Regions from separate parts of the Columba livia genome. Here region 1 is linked to region 2. Evidence: chromatin contacts called from public Hi-C data. All regions are on one chromosome and are shown on one strand. The core of a region is the stretch at or near the end of the contact, and the rest is flanking DNA. Distances in the headings are between cores, read along the strand shown.

Evidence for each region. Hi-C and Micro-C count contacts between places; a contact is called where the count stands out from the background.
Region 1: a Hi-C map of crop shows a contact between it and region 2, with 2.9 times the contacts expected there. The contact joins two enhancer-like sites. A contact is called at or near these places in 2 of 2 Hi-C or Micro-C datasets (crop and liver).

What each region holds. Positions count from the first base shown.
Region 1 is chr5:13,545,481-13,551,863 of bColLiv1.pat.W.v2, forward strand. EML1 (EMAP like 1) reads right to left here. Exons shown (of 23, transcript XM_065063516.1): 19 at 6,211-6,308; 20 at 5,998-6,085; 21 at 5,714-5,809; 22 at 33-163. Among named protein-coding and RNA genes, the nearest start is that of EVL, 14 kb to the left of the region's middle. Within about 2 kb of position 1,346, at least 1 of the 3 cell types and tissues checked has an H3K27ac peak away from gene starts, as active enhancers do.
Region 2 is chr5:13,437,668-13,443,895 of bColLiv1.pat.W.v2, forward strand. The region is part of intron 3 of EVL (Enah/Vasp-like); the gene reads right to left. Among named protein-coding and RNA genes, the nearest start is that of DEGS2, 86 kb to the left of the region's middle. Within about 2 kb of position 2,099, at least 1 of the 3 cell types and tissues checked has an H3K27ac peak away from gene starts, as active enhancers do.

The sequences.
Region 1 (6,383 bases), core at 96-2,595, 110 kb after region 2:
TTAAGAGAGTAAATGTTTAGGAAATGCCTTACCCTAAACTGTGAACATGGATATGAGAAGAGATGTACTTTGCCAAAATCATCCCCTGTTGATAGCAGTTTTCTCCCATGTGATCGACAGACAGCATTGATATCTGTCCCATCTGAACCTTCAGGCCATACACCTGAAACACAGAGGGACTAATTACAGTTTTTTATAAAGGAAATAAAAGCGACAGCTTAAGGTTTTGTTAAAATATCAACAAAGGATTACTTGTTTAAAAAAAAAAAAAAGATAAAACCATAAAAATAACTGCAGCTGAGTCAGTATGAATACTTCCGTACCAGCAAAAGACCAGATCCTAATAGGAAATGAGGCACATAAACAAATATTTTATTTCTTCTAGTCAGCAAAGTGCTTTTTACTCTGAAGAGTTCTGCTGAATTACAGTAATGTGTTTGAGCCTAAAAGAATTTTTATGTGCTAATGTAGAAAAAGAGCAGTTTCTGCTTTTGTTTTTTCCCTTCTGCTTATCCCTGTATGAGCTAACATACTTTTGTCATATGACTGTAGTCTAAAAGACTACCTATGTATGACTCAACATATTTCTTCATGTTACTGAAGTGTAAAACCTATGACACAATAAATACATTTTAAAGTGTTATTCAGTAATTAATAGATCCCTAGAAAAGAAACTGAACCTATTATACATTTTAAAAATGCTTTTGTTTTACTGTAAGTAATTCTCCTTCCTCACATAGTCTACTCCTTGCTGTTCTTGCACAAACTTGTGTTCTAAAATTAAACTGTAGGCTAATCAAAACAACAACCAAATCGATGTACCACATCTTTAAACCTTCTGAACATTTGCCTGTAATAAACTGTAATTGTAATAAAATCCAAACAGTTACTGATTAGGTTTTTTTTTTTGGTATGCAGTGCTGGGCGTTTTTTATGATTTTCATAATTCGGATTTTATTTAATCTCTACTCAGTATAAACAATACTGAACCTTGAGAGACCACTGACATAATCAGTTATAGAATCATAGACTGGTTTGGGTTAGAAGCACCTTAAAGATCATTAAGTTCCAGCCCCCCTATCCCCTGCCCTTGGCAGGGACACCTTCCACTAGACCACGTTGCTCAAAGCCCCATCCAGCCTGGCCTTGAACATTTCCAGAGATGGGACACCCACAGCTTCTCTGGGCAGCCTGTTCCAGTGCCTCACCATCCTCATGGGGAAGAATTTCTTCTTTATATCTAATCTCAATCTACCTCTTTCAGTTTTCAATCTTCATCCCTTGTACTATCACTACATGCCCTTGTAAAAAGTCCCTCCCCAGCCTTCCTGTAACCCCCCTTTAGGTACTGGAAAGCTGCTATAAGGTGTCCCCAGAGACTTCTCCAGGCTGAAAAACCCCCACTCTCTTAGCCTGTGTTCACAGGAAAAATGTTCCAGCCCCCTGACCATGTTCATGGTCCTTCTCTGGAACCACTCCAACAGGTCCATGTCCGTCTTATGTTGCAAGCCCCAGAGCTGGACACAGCACTCCAGGTGGGGTCTCATGAGAGCAGAGCAGAGGGGCAGAATCACCTCCTTTGACCTGCTGGTCATGCTGCTTTTGATGCAGCCCAGGACACAGTTGGCTTTCTGGGCTGCAAGTACATGTTGCTGGGTCACGCTGCGCTTCTCATCAACCAACATTCCCAAGTCGTCCTCCTCAGGGCTGCTCTTGATCCATTCTCCACCCAGCATGTATTTGTGCTCAGGATTGCACCAATCCACGTGCAGGACCTTGCACTTGGTCTTGCTGTACGATATGATAGCTCATTTCCTTTTTCTTATTTGAAAATCAAAGCCATGCTTTTTTCTCCTCCTGTTCTCTGAAATTCATTCATTACATCTCTTCTCATAGAACAATATTTAGACGGATAATTTTTCTTGCTGGTCAGCACATTATCTGTTGGTCCAACATGCAAAAGCCAGAAGCAGCTATTCCAGCTGTGACTGAAGCAGATACTGATAAATGGATGATTACTTCACATTTTGCAAGGCATCCTTTTCATTATACATCCCACTGATGCATCTGTCTTTTCTAAAACCACATAATGCTGTTGACTCACATTCAGTTTGCATGCAAGAGTCATCTGACCTTTCTGTACAAATGTACTCTCTTGCCTGCTCTCCTCCATTCTGGATTTATACAACTGGGTTCTGCTGTTTAGGTGTGGAACCTCCTATTCATCTCTATTTAATTGCCTCCTTTTTCATACCATTCCTCTGTTTCTCAATACAATTTGCTAATCCTGTAGCTTCGTGTCACCTACAAATTATACACAGTGTTCTGTCATCCATGTTATTAATAAATGTATTCAAACAAACATCATATTCAGTGTACAGCCTTCTAGTCAGTTTTGAACTCAACCAGTGTTGGCTCTGCTTCACTTGCAGCGTTGTCAAGCTTTGCACAGCATCTTACATTTCTTCTTCTCCCATCCTTCACCACAAATACTACTTTTTCCAAAACTGGGCATGTGATAGGCACTGGTGCCTTGGTTGTGTATCCAGCAGCACATGGCTCTTGCAAGAGCATACAGACAATCAAGCATTTTATGGTCTTTAGTCCTTCACACCTCCATGTGTTTGTATCACTAAAATGTCCCCCACTGGACACACTTCTTTACATGCTGTTGACTTGCAGTTGAATCATCTCTAAACATTTCCAGGCTGAGTAATCTGTTCTCATGCCTGAAGACAGGTGTTCAACAAACCAATGTACATTTTCCCCCCTGCACCGGTTGTGTTGCTCTGCAAGCGCTACTTGTGATTTTTACGTGGTTCTACTAGAGTGAGAAAATATCCCTCATTTCAGTCAGCCAGTAGCTACTGAAAAATCAATATACAAGACGCCTCACATCCTTGATGATGTGAATGCTTCTTCCATGTCCAGTGGAGCAATCCTGGCAAGCATTTAAAGATTGTTCATACTGGCTGCTCTGAGGCCCCAAAGTACTGAATAGCAGAGTGTCTTCCAACATTACCAGACTGGTTTCAAATTTATAATTTATGAGCTTCTTCAATTTATTATTTTAGCCACTGACTTTGCGCTTTATCCTCTCCATAAGGGCTCTGAGGGCAAATACACAATTCCACAGATATTGCATTAATTCTTCTCCATTTTTTCCAGTACTTTGCCTGTTCTCTGTCCTGAAAATGAGTACTAATGGTCCTGACATTATGCTAACCACTTGTTTTCACAGATACAACAAAGTTCATCACACTTAGAAGTTACATATTTTCAAAGTATCTAACTATTTTCTAATATACTCCTTCCTCTGCTGAAGGCAGAGGCCTTTTCATTAGTGGCACTAACTGGATTAGCCATCAGATTGACGTAAGTCTTCTAAAAAAGACACATTAAAAAAGAAAAAAAGAAGTGTTACTTCAGCCTTAGCAGTGTCATCTCTCCTCTCCACATAGCAGAACAATATTGTCGTTGGCCCTTCTGTTATTTGTGTTTATGCTGCAAGCATGCATTTATGCTTAGGTTTGTTTATGTATCTTCTTGATCCTCCAACAGCTTCTACTTTCTGCATTTTTCTACCTTGTAGGAACAACAGTGTAACCAAATCTGTGTCTTGCTGCCATTCCTATCTTTCCTCTTGGCTGGCAGATTTTCTGCCCTTCATATCACTGAAGGAATTATTGCATCTCGCCTTTTGTTCAACTTCAGATCTTCCCTAACAGGCCTTTAGATTTTTACGTTTTCTTTTCCTGAGGTCCATTATTTTCATTTTGTTGCTCTTTTTCCTTTCTATACTAAGGATCACACCTTCCTGATTCCTAACATAAGATACATTCACATTCTCAGCAAGGTTCTTCCATTTCCCCAGAATCAAATCTGGAAGAAGCTCACCTCTGGGTGCTGAGCTATTTCTGTATCAGAAGACTTTTAAGAACTTGCTGGTTAGCCAGTGAACTGCAATTCCTTTCTCAAAAGACACTGGAATAGTTAAACTCTCACATCCTCAGCAGTTCCTGTGATTTGACTGATTCTGCGAGCTATTAAAAATATTCCATTAATTTGATCTTTCTGGAAGGATGGGCAACAGTTTAACCCTGCCACCATTAATATTATTTTTTTTTCACCTATAATTATTACGATTTATCTGTGTTAACTTCCCAGTCTAAATCTAACTGTACAGCTATGAATCCTCAGTATATATGGCACCATGTTCCATACATAAAAATGTTCTATCACTTTGGCATTTCACATCCTTTCTGAATAGGTTGTATCTTTTTACTTTAAAATGCCATTAATTTGTTGAACATCCTCACAATCTTCATTACATTACTAAAATAATAATTGTGATAATTATTAAAACTTGCAACTACTTCTATTTATTCCTCATCTTTCTTGATTTAGCTTACAATACACCAGTTCAGCATGGAGGATGTTTCCACATGTTCCCCATTGGCCCAGTAGATCATTACTTTCCACAGACTTGCTCCAAAAGCTGATCTGTTGCAAGGGGGCAAAAACCCCTCTGAGGTGTGACACCCCTCTCCGATGACCAAAAGTAGCCTCATGTTCTAACGCAATATATTTTGCATGAATCCAAATTATGAAGTAAGGAATACTGACTCAAAGTATTCATAATTTCAGAATATCTGAACCTTTGATGCTAAATGCAGAGACTTTGTGGCTTTGTAACTGTGTCAGGTACACTCAAACTGCAGGAATACACTAATAGTTCCGTAGGGGCCATCATCCCTTATAGGAGAAACACATCACAAACACACAGCCAGGCTTCTAGGGCTTCTTCCTCCTACTAGATCTGCGTGTTGTTGTGATACCCAGGCACTGCCTGACAATTTTACAAACTACAAATATGTCTTCCCAGCATATTGCTACTGCCATCCCACCTTTAGGCTCCAAAAGCATATCCTTTCTGGCTGCCTTCAAACACATCACTGCTGTTATTCTACGTGAAATATGGGTGAAAAATCTTGCTTCCTTACTGCTTATACTAAATCAGATTCTTCTCTGAACTTCTACCATGGCTTCCTATTTTGTCTTGAGGAGTCAAGAATCTGAAGCTTCTCATACTCAGCTTTTGTAACGATCTGTCTAGCTCTGCAGACATTGTGGAATGAGCACAAAGCTTCGGCGCATGCTGGGGAAAGCAGCTCCTTCAAAACTGGCAGAAGTCCCAGGGCAACAAACCATCCTGATTTTGTTACCTTTTAATTCTTTCTTCTTGTAGCCCTTTCACCTCATTTAATTGTTATATATTGTATCAAAATACATTGTAAGTACTTAGTGACCGATACTGTCACCCCCTTTGTGTTTGTACAGTAACTAGTACAAATGACACTGGTTCTGGTAAGGGGATTTGGCCCAGTAGCTGTCTAAATAAATGATAATTCCATAGAACTGGTACTTTAAATTAAGAGATGAGAAGCAGCTCTAGTGTGACAGAAAGGGTACTGTATGATTTCTTCCTTGTCTTCCACTTATGTTGCAATTTAATATTTACACTTGAAGCTAGCAAGAATAACAAATTAGCGTCTTTCTGGATTGAAATAAGAGGACAGATTGTAATAAAAATGGTGTAACAGAAGTTCTGTACTTTTCCCTGAAATATGAATAGTCATGTTTCATAAGCTGGGAATCCAAGTATTTTTTAATAACAAGAATGACAAGAACATGTAAGGGGAAAGATACTTACCAAAAACATGGAATCCTAAAGTACAGGTGTAAGTGTCCCATTCTATATCTCTGGTTGTTTCAACACTCACGACTTGTTTACAAGCAGAGGGAATCCCTACAATAGAAAAAAAACCACAAAACATGATAATGTTTTTAATTCTCAAGTTGTATAGATTTTTGATTGCACCAGATGAATTAAAACATATGGTCTAGCTTGGCAGTTACATGGTCTCATTTAAATTTTAAATCTGTATTAGAATGCCTGAACTTTGCATAAAAAGACTAAATATAATTCTTACTCACAGTACAAGATTTCATAGTCTCCTGAATTGGACACAAGATACTGTGAATTAACAGACCAGTCCAGATGAGTAATGAAGCTGGAATGACCCTACAAAGAGAGAAATATTGTATTAACTGCACTAACAGTATTTCTCAGTGTGACAGTATTAAGTATGTTTTGTAGCACTGTATTAGGTGGTTAATATTGAATATAGAGAAAAGAAGGTTGCTTACCGAACATTTGCCAACTCTAGTGTATTTTCTTCCATTTTCACTTACACTATATATATAAATACAGTTGTCATGGGAACCTATTGCCAAGAAGTTTCCATCTATAAACACAGAAGTGAAGACTAATTATTCCTGTAAGAAAGAACTTAGGCTAATTTTGAAAAGCTAGTGCATCA
Region 2 (6,228 bases), core at 849-3,348:
CCAGAGGTTTAATTATTATTGTAGTTACTAACCAATTATAGCGTAATTAGAAATAATTAATCTGTTAATTAGAAAGTTTAGGAGAGGATCAAAACAAAAATTTGATGAACTAGAGAAGGGTTCTTAGCAGCAATCCTTTACTGTCAGTGAGGATAAGGAGAGAGAATGGGCCCAGAGGTGCCTGGCAGAGAAACCTAAAATACACAACTGAATGACCCACGAGCAGCTGTTTCTCTTCCTTGACCACACAGCCCAGCTCAGAGACAATACCCTGTACTACTGATGCCTGCATTTCTGCTACCGGTAACAGGAGGATCATGGTCACGCAATTATTGCTTGTTTGGAGTGGAATTATTGCTAGAGGAGTGTTATGAATTTTTGTGTAGAGACAAACTGTGGTAAGGTCTGGCTCTTAGCTGGGAATCCAGAAAGTCTGCTAAATAAAATCAGGATGAGTTTCTTGCCAGTTCAGCGACTAATAAACCAAAGCCTAACTTAATCCCTATACATTTGTGTATCTCAAGTTAATCACTGATATAAATCAGCTAGTATCCAACAATTAGCATAGGATACCCATGAGTATTATAAAATAATTAATTTGGGGAGGAGAATAACACCAGAATTAGACATCATCATCATCATTATCAGAATGCACCATTTCTGCAAAATAATTCAAAATGAATAAAATACAGATTCCTTTGTGAGGTCTATTCCAATACTCATTAATATTGTAGAAAGCTGGAGAAGCCTCTTTCTACACAATCTCTTAGAAGTTTCTATAGTTTACTTTTCCAAAAATAGAGAGCATTTGAAGCAGCACAGCACCATCCTATCTGGTTTGGCGATTCAGGTTAGGAGTGCCTATCGGTAGTTATCACAACAAATCTGGAGCTGTGTAACTACCATCACGGCACACTGCCTGGCCATTTTTTTTAAGAATGTGTGCATCCCTTACAGTATTTTGAATAATTTATTTATTTTCAGTATTGTTTCTCCTCTGCTAGTGAGAAAAAGTTCAGAGAATGCTCTTTTTGATATTTGGCTTTAAAAATAGTATGAAGAGTGGAGTGGAATGTCAGTTTATGTGCAGTGGTAACAAGAGCATCATTCTGTGTGGAGTTACAGCACCTCTAACTTATATGGGGTCTGAAAAGGAAAACAAACTGTCATAAAAAAGCAATTCTTGCTCTGACACAAATTATGTTGTTTTAGAGACTACCCCAGGATACCGAATATTGAAGCACTTCAGGAATGACAGAAAATGAACACAAAACCGGAAAAAGTTTTCTAAAAAAATCAAATCTGTTCCAAGGAGCAATTTCTTTTTCAGGGAAAGAAATCAGATGCCCAGTCAATAAGTAAATGTCCCATATTCTATTACTGTCGAGCAAAGCAAAATGCATGGAGATTTGACATGGCAAAGTATGCCACTGGAAAAGGTAAAGCGAAAAAACCTGTTCTCATCACAAAAAGCCGTTTGCTCCTCAGATTCTCAAAGAGCTGTGGACTCCAAGCACAGACTATGGGCTTACGCAGGAGGTAAGCTGACAGACTGGGGTGTAAACCCAGCCCTTTGCTCACCGTCTGCACAGAGCTGAGGGGCAGAGCTGGGGCAGAGCCACCACCACTCATCCTGAGGGTGCTGGTGTGGGCTGGTGGCAGCTACCCCTTGTCCTGACATGTCCCCAGGGAGAGGAGAGGCAGCAGAGTGACAGGGAGCTGCCTCTGAGTCATGGCATCTCCTGGGGCAAGGCAGCTTTCTCATTTCTGTGGCTCCAGGCTCAGCTCCACTCACAGCCGTGACTTGACACAGGACATGGTGTGTATACAGTCCAGACTAGGCTCCTCAGAAAGGAGCCCTTGCCAGACGAAGATGTGTATTGAGCAAGGAAACATCCTACAAATGGTCTCCAAATGAATAATGGCCTAAATCTGGCCTCCACTCCTTGCACATAAATTACTGGACTTCTTAAGTTCTGATAACTACTTTTTTTTCTAAGCTAATAGGCTGTAACTGTAGCCTACTCAAAAAGCCACATTGCATCTCCTACCACTGAGCTCCAGGAACTTTGCCAGTTTGCAGCAGTTTCAGAAAAACAAGAGTTTGAGGGCAATGGTGCAAGTGAATCTCACCAGCACAAGTCTTTGCTCTCAATATGCACAAGTCCCTCTTAAATCTCTCAACAATTTTCTCCCCAGACAGTTTCCTTCCTGAAGTGGTTTTTCATTTAGCGCAGAAGAATTCAGTGCAGCAAAAACATCGGCAAGAGACTCAAGAGCCGTTAGATTTGTTATGCTCTTCAAAGAACAGAGGCACCTTTTGTTGTTCTAGACGCGCGACAGCAGCTCTGGCGTTGCTGCTGCTCTAAGCGGGGATATAATAGAGTCCTGCAGAAAAGTGGCTAAGACGCATACAAGCAACATGTCATGGGGTTTTATTAGCATAACACTGGGAAAGCACTTCACTGCCCTGGAAAACTTTCTGCCATGGATCCCTACCATCTGGGGGGTTGAAAAAGTGAATGAAAAAAACCCCAATGCCTACTTCTATAGAGCAGAATAATTAAATAATGTTTGATACTTCCTGACATATGAATAATAGCAATGATATTTACAGTTCTAACACTGAAAGTTGTCTGTAATCCCAGTTTATCCATTCATGAGTGAAGCAGTTCACCTCCTGTGCTCCACACTCAGCTGGAGCCAAGCTAATATGGAAGATTAACCAGTTTTACTCTTGGCTTCTTCTGGCTGGGCCAACTTCCTCCAGTTCAGGTTTTAAACATGTTTTTCTTAATGTGAACTCAACTTATTAAGTGTACCCAGGGTCTTAGAAATGTCATATATCCACCACAGGAACCCAGGTTAACCTGAGAAGAGGGCACTTGAGCAGTTTTGCAGGCAGGGGAATTTGCCCATAATTCCAGGAGAAGTGTTGGTGGTTTTGGAAACATGGGCAGTGGGCTTGTGTATGGACTGTTATCCCCATTAGTACAGTAAGGAGAAGCCTTGGAAGCAAGACACAACAAGTGCTAATATGGCCCAAGCTGACGTTTATCAGCTGTGGTCACAAGTGACTCCTGCCCTCAAGGATGGGGCAGAGATGGGAACCACTGACCGCGCGGTGAGACACTGCCTGGGGAGTGCCCTTCACTGGTTGCTCAAGAAAATAAATTCACACCTTGTTTGCTGAGTAACAGCTCATCTCTGTCCAGTTCCCAAAGGAAGGAATTTATTACTGTTGTAAGCAACATACTAAAAGGTTATTTGTAAGCCAGGTGGATTTTTCTGTAGCAGTCCAAGTGATAAAGCAATGCAGCAGATGAAAGGAAAAAGTTCATTATCTTATTTGAATTTTCTCTTCCTCTTCATTGACTTACAAAGCACAGCAAGTTAGATCAGAAACTGCCCTATCTGCAGCGTATTTTTGAGTGGCTAAAGTTTATATCGAAACTGGAGCAGGCATGAGGCTGAAAAACCTGTGAAATTTATTTCTCTAAACCTTTCATTGGTGCTTTTGGAAGATGTCACTTGGGAAAGACTTATTCCCCTGGGAAAGCTTTTTAGAGCTGAAAAAGCTTTTTGTATTTTTAACATGCACCACATTAACTGTTGCCTGTGGCTTGCTATTTTGGCTAGCACTAGGTGTCGGAACACATGGATCGTATTTACACTAGTAAGTTTAAAAGTTTGCTATTTACAAGTTCTCCATGCCCACATTATAAATAGGAAAAACTTCTGGAATGATTTGGCTAAAAGACCTGCAGCATAATGGCACACTCGGTGTCCTGCAATGTCTATACCATATGAAGTTACAGGGTTATGAGTCTTTAAATGTTATTAGCACACTTAAAGTACAATGCACACAGAATATATCATTTTAATGGTTTATAATCTGCACTGACACACCTGATAGTGTGGGAAACCAGTCTGCTGTGCAGTGTATGAAGTGCCTTACATGGGGCACAGATCTCTTTACACCAGCATGGTTTTGGAACCAGCTGTCTGCAAGTGGGCATTGTGTTCTGCGGTGGGTCCTCTCCATTATTGATGTGTTATTTTATGTATTATGCAGTACTGTAATGAAGATGCAGTCTTTTGTTTTCCCACACTATGTCCTCTCTGGCGCTGGGAACTCTTGAGGCAATATTATCAAATAAAACAGTCACTGCATTGTAGAAGATGAATGCAGCTGACTGACTTTCCCAACAGCTACACTTCAGTGCCACTGAAATATCAAGAGAGATGCAAGACTAGTTGGAGATATTCCAATGAAAAAATTAACTGAATATATCATTACAAAATTCTAATAAAAAAATAATTAGTGTGGAGTTGCATCTGAAATCCAGTGCATCATAATCTTCACACACATCCTGCACTGATGGAAACCTTACAAGTATGTCAGGCATTTAACTACGAGAGAAAAATTATGCTATATACTGTCAGTTTATCTGCTGTTAGATGAATCAATGTTTTATTCTTCTATTTCTCCCCTTATTTTGGAGGGATCAAAGTGCTTTTCAAGGAAGCTTCCTCCCGGCAACACAGAAATGCAGTTGCTTCTGGACTAGGATAAGAGCAGAATGACTGAAAAATGGGAAAAAATCTCAAACTCCAAAGAAGTTCACCAAATACAACTTGTAGGAAATAGGGCTGGAGAAATACATGCCAAATAATCCACCATGGTGAAAAAGCAAAGCCAGTAGATCTGCTAATCAGAAGAAGAGGAGTGAGGAGTAATCCTTCTGATTGGCAAAACATCCTCCCTGCAGAGTTAAAGCTGGGTCTGTGAAGTTCCGTGTCGGAAGGCACGGGGCTGAACTCTGCACTCCCTGTGACCCGCACATCTGTATCATGTGGTCTGTAAGCCACTTATACTCCAAACAAGAAAATGGCTTTCTTACAAGCAAAAAGAAAAAAAAAAAGCAGTATTCATTGTCTTCAAACCTCTCCCCTACTATTGCACACTTTCTTCCAACTTCTCCCTTCTTAGTCAGATGAGGCAGCTGACCTCCTTACCTGTGACTAACTCTTCAGCATAGCCTTCTGGCATAAGGTTTTCCAGCACGTGCTGTTTTCTTGCATTTTAAGTCAACAATAACTATCCAAGTCCCCAGGGCAAAGACATCAAAAGAAAAGCAAAAGTCCACAATATGTTATATTCGCTATGTCGTAGGCAGCATTTACCAGCACACTGCATGCATCAGATTCTCAGCTCTTCTCCAAGATGTAACAAGTCTAAACCATGGAAGCCACAAAGCAAAGCCACTACCTCCTTCTGCAGAATGTTCTGATGGAAACATGCAGGGGCTGTCAGGGATGAGCAGGGAAGAAAGGACAGTGTCTGAAGTGAGCAAGTAAGGAAGGAAAGAAATGAAGCCATTCCTTTGCCTGTCCCTAGCGATCTGGGGAGCAAGAAGAGAGAGAAAATAGTCTCATTCCCTCTCTCAGGGCAGTGTAACCACTCTGTGGGAGAAGCACTGAGAGTACAGGCTCCATTAAGCCCTACAGAAGGAGTTACGTTCATCACTGGCAACATCAGCTTTCCTACAAAATTACATTACTGAAGAACTTGCCAGTTTTAGCTTGCTGATAACCTCACCTTATGTCCTGCTCCAATAACTACCATGCTGCCACCAGTCATTGCATTTGTTAGATTTAAGAGGATGTAAGCCCTGAAGAACATGAAGCTTGTCTGCTTACCAGACATCAAACAGCCTGCGAGCAGACTCCATGCAAAATACTTCTCCTGCAGTATCGCTTGGCAAGAAGGGGTGATGCTCTGTCCCCAGTGAAACCTGGCTGCAGGTGACAAGCTGGTGACACTCCTTGCATCAGGTAACTCATGCCAGAAAAAGGCCTGGATTCACAAAGTGGACACCCATGGAAAAAAAACAATTGAATGGCAAGTCATTTGTCATACTAGTGGTCTTACGAAATGACACCATTAAAGAACTGTAAGCAAGAGAGTGGTAATGAGCAAGTCAACATTATCATTTGCTCTCATTTTGCAGGCTAGATCAGGACCAACTCTTCATTTTTTATTGTAGAGAACAGATTAAAGAGACATATAAAGAAATCAAAGTTATTAGGCATATACACAAGCTGGCAGGTAAACAATTGTGATTCAATAAGGCAACTGTCAACCTCTAAAAGAAGGATGGTACACATCTGTGTTATTATTTTCTTTTTAGTCTTATTTTGTCTCATTTGAGACTACTCCCAACA